2 separate regions of the Mus musculus genome follow, and region 1 is linked to region 2. Evidence: chromatin contacts called from public HiChIP or PLAC-seq data. All regions are on one chromosome and are shown on one strand. The core of a region is the stretch at or near the end of the contact, and the rest is flanking DNA. Distances in the headings are between cores, read along the strand shown. Region 1 overlaps Plch1 (phospholipase C, eta 1). Region 2 has its middle 79 kb from the start of Strit1.

Region 1 (2,700 bases), core at 64-2,563, 240 kb before region 2:
GGCAGAGCTTGTCCATCCCATGGGTGTTACTGCACCGTCTGCTTCCTCCTTGGGGTGCAGCATGTTTCAACAGCATTTTAAATGTCATAGTGTGACAGTGACCCTAGCATTGCCTGCCTGGAGCTGCTGGCAAGTCACCTGAAGATCAGTTTTACAACTGGTAATTGGTGGTTTGCCAAGTGGCTGTGTTTTTAAGAATTTATCAAAATTCTCAGAATTGCTTTCTCTATTACGTAATGTTCTGACTCTAAGTCAGGTAAAGGTGACCCAAAGGTGGACCAATTTGATTTGAATAAAAATTTGGGTCAGAATTTCAGGGTTATGTAAATGATTTTTATAAGTAAGAAAAATTTTCTCTAAGATGAAAAATTTGAAGTAGTGTAAATATTTTGTTGTTTGCCTATGAAATCAATCGTCCTCTACACCTACCCCTAACCTCACATGGCTCTTTGGTTTTTGAGAACAGTCTCACATGGACCATGTTGGCCTAGAACTTATGTAGTTGATTTCCTGGGTTCCCCTGCCTCCTACTTCTCAAGTGCTAACTTTATATATATTCCCCATCATACCAGATTTAAATCTCTTATTTAGTTTTCACTCCATATGGGCAATATCATACTAGGAAGTTTATAAAAATAAATTTTCAAATTAATCACACACACACACACACACACATGGTGGAGTAAGAAGCACATAAAGGATATGAATGATTTCTGTCACCATGCCAGTTGGTGACATGCACCTGTAAGAGTAGGGCCTAAAACTGAAGTGAACTAAAGTGTCATGTATTAGCAAACTTTATTCAGAGCATCAGTTTACACCCTGAGGGTTAAGAAAGGTCACCCGAATAACGTTCTCATGACTTCAAGCTGAATATAATCACAGGCACAAGCAGCACATGTCAAAAACATGTTTTTCCATAGAGGCCCATGAATTACAACAGCTGGAGTGATCTCACTCCTATCTGACACACCTGGAAGGGGCACAGAAGCGCATTCCCAGAACAATTCCATATTCTGTAGAAACTGAGGTCACAAGACTCAGATTTTGTTTTCGTGGAGTTTTCTCACACGTGCTCAGACTTCTCCTCAGGAGGCTTCATTCTTAGACTTTGTTCCAGCAATTTCTAATTCTACAGTTACTCCCCACCCCAATAGTGGTTAAAATTTTAATACAAAGCCTTTTGGTCTTTTTGACTTCTCTCATAATATTCACATGTAACATTTTAGGCTCATCTCTGTGATTCACAGTAGTCTTGAGTAAAAGCTACAGAGATGGTGGGTGCCCAAGGAGGAGATGAGTCATTGGCACTGGAAGGTCTCTGATAATGCCCCTCCTTTGTGCTGTGTGCTGTGACTCAGAGACACTCCAAAGACTGCTTCTCTGAAATCGACCTCCCTTGAAAAGTTTCAATTCCCAGAGTTCCGGAAGATCCTTTTCACTGTTTTCTAACCAGTTTGATGGCTCCACTATATTCTTACTGGTCTAATAAACATCTCCAAACCAAGGGTTCTATTAACAGCAGAATGGACACATTGATTGACATTTAAGCGAACGCTTATCTATTTTCATCATTTATATTCTTTGTCAAATCTTAGATTTAAATGTTAAAGAGGATAGATTAGTCCTTAGCTTTTATTCATGGAGTATTCTTCATATCTAACTGAGAGCAACTGCAAAAAAATGGGGGTCCTTTTTAGAGTTGCTTATTGGGAATCACAAATACATTAATCCAGTAGCCCAAAAATGACTGAGGTCGTAACTATGTGTCGGGTACAGGAAATTGAGACAAGAAAGCATCTCTGTTCTTATATGCCTGAGCTAGAGAAGAAAATGAAGATTAATAGTTGGTAACCAGGAGTTCCTTCAACTTGGGTGGACATTCTGCCCTTTCAATTATTTAATGTTAACTCTGTCAAAGGAGGAAGAGCTCCACACTTCTATCCAGGGGAAGTGAGCAGCAAATGCAGAGCTTTGGGGCTGGACTCATGTGCTGGGCTTTGTTGAGTAGCTTAGGATTGATAGTTTCTTCATGAGAACATGTAGAAGATCTACTTGATACTTTAAGAAAGCACATGGAAAAAGTGTTGCCATATTGGAGAGAGAGGGTGGTCTTGAATTGTGTGTTCTTCAGACTTACGAAGGGTGGAGAAAAAGGAAACTATGACATTTGTTCATTTGAGACTTAAACTATTAGATGAAAAGAGCCATAACATGCCAGAAAAGGCGTACTTAAGATATGGGATGTATACATCTTAGACTTCTTGGTGCTTTCACGCAGCAATTAGATCAACAAAGTTGAATGGAAGGAGGGGGTGGGCTTGCCGTGTAGTCGTCCATGGTCTTAAACGCCTTCTGCAGTTGTAGTACTGTACCTAACAAACTACTGCCTTTTCTGAGCTCTGGTCCTCAGAGACAAAGGAAAGAAACTCGTGTTTGTTGAAGATCTAGTGTGTATGGAGAGCTGATGAATACCCTTGCCTAAGTTACATCATCTCATCCAATCTTCTCCATAGCTGCTGTTCGTGTTAGGTGAAGAGCTGGCTTCCACTGGACTAAGTGGACCAGAGGACAGTGTGACTGAGCAACTGGGCTTTCAAGTCCTGATCTTTGGGTGTTCTTTCCACTTCAAAGACTTTGCACCTGACAGAACTGCAAACGAGTAGCAGTATCTTTTTTTATAAAGCTGCTATTGAAATT
Region 2 (2,700 bases), core at 144-2,643:
AGTTTCTTTAATGAATGTGGCTACCCTTGTATTTGGAGCATAGATATTCAGAATTGAGAGTTCATCGTGCTAGATTTTACCTTTGATGAGTATGAGTATACCCTTCTTGTCTTTTTTGATAACTTTGGGTTGGAAGTCAATTTTATTTGATATTAGAATGGCTACTCCAGCTTGTTTCTTCAGACCATTTACTTGGAAAATTGTTTTCCAGCCTTTCACTCTGAGGTAGTGTCTGTCTTTTCCCTGAGGTGGGTTTCCTGTAAGCAGCAAAATGTTGGGTCCTGTTTGTGTAGCCAGTCTATTAGTCTATGTCTTTTCATTGGGGAATTGAGTCCATTGATGTTAAGGGAAAATAAAGAGCCCTCCCAGGTGGACATCTCTCCTCTTGTGGGGAAGGTGCCCGGATGTCTGGAGCCTGAAACGGGGTCTGTCCCAGAAGTTGTGTCTCTTCTGCCTGTCCCAGAAGTTGTGTAGCTTCTGTAGTCTGCACTCTCACCTGTGAAGACTAGTCTCTGAGGGATCCAGGACCCATGATGGCTCCCCCAGGTGCTCCAGCAGAACCCTCCCGGGTGGGGCAAACACCTCTCCTCTGGTGGGGAAGGTGCTCGGATGTCTGGAGCCCGAAACGGGGTCTGTCCCAGAAGCTATGTAGCTTCTGTAGTCCACACTCTCACCTGGGTAGACTAGTCTCTGAGCTATAAAAGTGTTTTTATTTGGGAATGGCTCCTGGGCAAGTTTACCAGTCCTTGCAGATGAGACCAAAGCAGTTGAGTGTATGCTATTGTGGGGAAGTTTTTTATGGATTGTACGTGACAGAAAATGACACATTTGCCACAAGCTGGGATTGTGCTCAAGTATGGTCACCAAGGTGGGGGTTTCAGTTGTAAGGATCTGAAAATCGCTAAAGATTCAGAAAGTATGCAAAGAAAAAGAACATTTATTCTGCACAAACACCAAGCATGTGTGGGTCAACCATTCCCCAAAATGGCAGCCCTAGACAAAGGTGCACAGGCCTTCTTATAGGGGGAAATATCTAGAAGGATTAGGTAATCTAAAATTTCTTTGGTGGGTGCTAGGGGGTCACAGGTGGTCAGTGGTCTGCACTCCTATATCTTGAACATTTCACCACAGGAGGAGATAGGGCTGCCCAGTGCAGATCGATCATTCTGAGATAAGCTGTTTCCCCATTGTTGTGGTTATCCCCAGGCTGTTCTTTGGGAGAGGGTTTTATGACCTTGTTTCTGGAATTTATGATCTGTTCCTGAAACTGGTGCCTATGGCCTTTTTCTGAGCTCAGGCCTGGTCCTTAAATGGAGACAAATGGAGTTTATGTTGTCCTTTCAGGATGACTCACAACTTCAGGGGAGGAGGTTGTGACAGCAGTCAGGAATGTGGAACTGGACTTTTGGAGCCTTTTCTTTGTTCAGAGACATTCTGAGTGGGCGGGGTTGGAGACAGAGGAAGATTGGGGGCTACCTATTAGAGACCAGAGGCTCCAACTGAACCTCTACAAGTTGGAAATTTGGTGTTTCTCTAAATGGGTTTCATGATTTCCTAGGATGACTCAAAAAACTCAGTAAAACAGTTGGTTTCTCCATCTTATTAAAAATATTACAAAAAAACCAGAGAGGACCTGGCAAGTAACAATGCACGTGAGGTATGAAATGGACCTGTCACAGACCATTTGGCCTGTCCACCTGGAGTCATGGTTCTCTGTTGCTCTAGCACATGAGTGAAAGAGACCAACTCCACTCCACCTCTCTAGAAGTCTTGGGAGTGGAGCTGAAATTTCCAGTTCTCTAATCATGTGAATGTTTCCTTGGCAACCACTCTGATACCAAAAGGGTCACTTCATTAGCATAAGCCCTGGTATATTTGACAGGGATTTACTGGGAATAACAAGTTATTCTTCCACACCAGTACCCAAGGGAGTTTAGAAGCTCTGCTAGGAACTGGACACACACACACACACACACACACACACACACACACACACACACACACAGGAGAGAGAGAGAGAGAGAGACAGAGAGAGAGACAGAGAGAGAGAGACAGAGAGAAACAGAGACAATGAGAGAGATACAGAGAGAGACACAGAGACAGAGAGAGGTTTACATTCACAACAAAATGGCTATCTTCTACCCTAGATGTCTAAATATAACCTTGCCTCTAGTGGAAGTTCTTGAAGAGTGAGGACTTTGAGGGAATGGAGGATGTAGAAATGGAACTGAGGCCAGGCAGAGCAGAATGGAGCTGACCTTACAGTTCTTTCTTTTCTGATAATCACCAGTCTTCGTGTTACATGAATACTGGGTACCTTTGAGGGTGGCAGAGCCCTTCTCTTCTGAAAGTACTAGGAAATTCCACAGACACCCAGACACCAAAGATGCCAGAGCTTGGCTTTGAGTCCTTATTTCTTAACTGAAAGAATGGAATTTACAGACCATAAAGTGAGTTTTAGAAAGCATTTGATTATAAATTCGTAGGTAGGAACTTAGGAGTGAGAGAGCAGAGCTCCTGTACACCAGCAGGAGAGGTCCCAGGAAACAAGACATATTGAATCTGCCACAATGGGCAAAGTGAAGCCACATGGTTTGATCTGTAGCAGCACTCTGTTCATGAGGAAGCTGACCAGGAGAGGAACAGGAGGCTGGAATCTGGGGTCTGTATAACCTTCAAATTCCACCTTCTAAATGACCC

What was found. HiChIP or PLAC-seq counts read pairs in DNA pulled down with a chosen protein or histone mark.
Region 1: a FOXA1 HiChIP or PLAC-seq map of pancreatic cancer cells shows a contact between it and region 2. The contact joins two enhancer-like sites. A contact is called at or near these places in 2 of 484 Hi-C or Micro-C datasets (liver and nephron progenitors) and 2 of 115 datasets of contacts at active chromatin or transcription factors (embryonic stem cells and pancreatic cancer cells).

What each region holds. Positions count from the first base shown.
Region 1 is chr3:63,804,319-63,807,018 of GRCm38.p6, reverse strand. All of the region lies in intron 3 of Plch1 (phospholipase C, eta 1), which reads left to right. Among named protein-coding and RNA genes, the nearest start is that of Plch1, 94 kb to the left of the region's middle. Within about 2 kb of position 1,313, at least 9 of the 459 cell types and tissues checked have an H3K27ac peak or open chromatin away from gene starts, as enhancers often do. A contact at or near this core is called in pancreatic cancer cells, where this site is marked.
Region 2 is chr3:63,561,929-63,564,628 of GRCm38.p6, reverse strand. No RefSeq gene overlaps it. Among named protein-coding and RNA genes, the nearest start is that of Strit1, 79 kb to the right of the region's middle. Within about 2 kb of position 1,393, at least 25 of the 459 cell types and tissues checked have an H3K27ac peak or open chromatin away from gene starts, as enhancers often do. A contact at or near this core is called in pancreatic cancer cells, where this site is marked.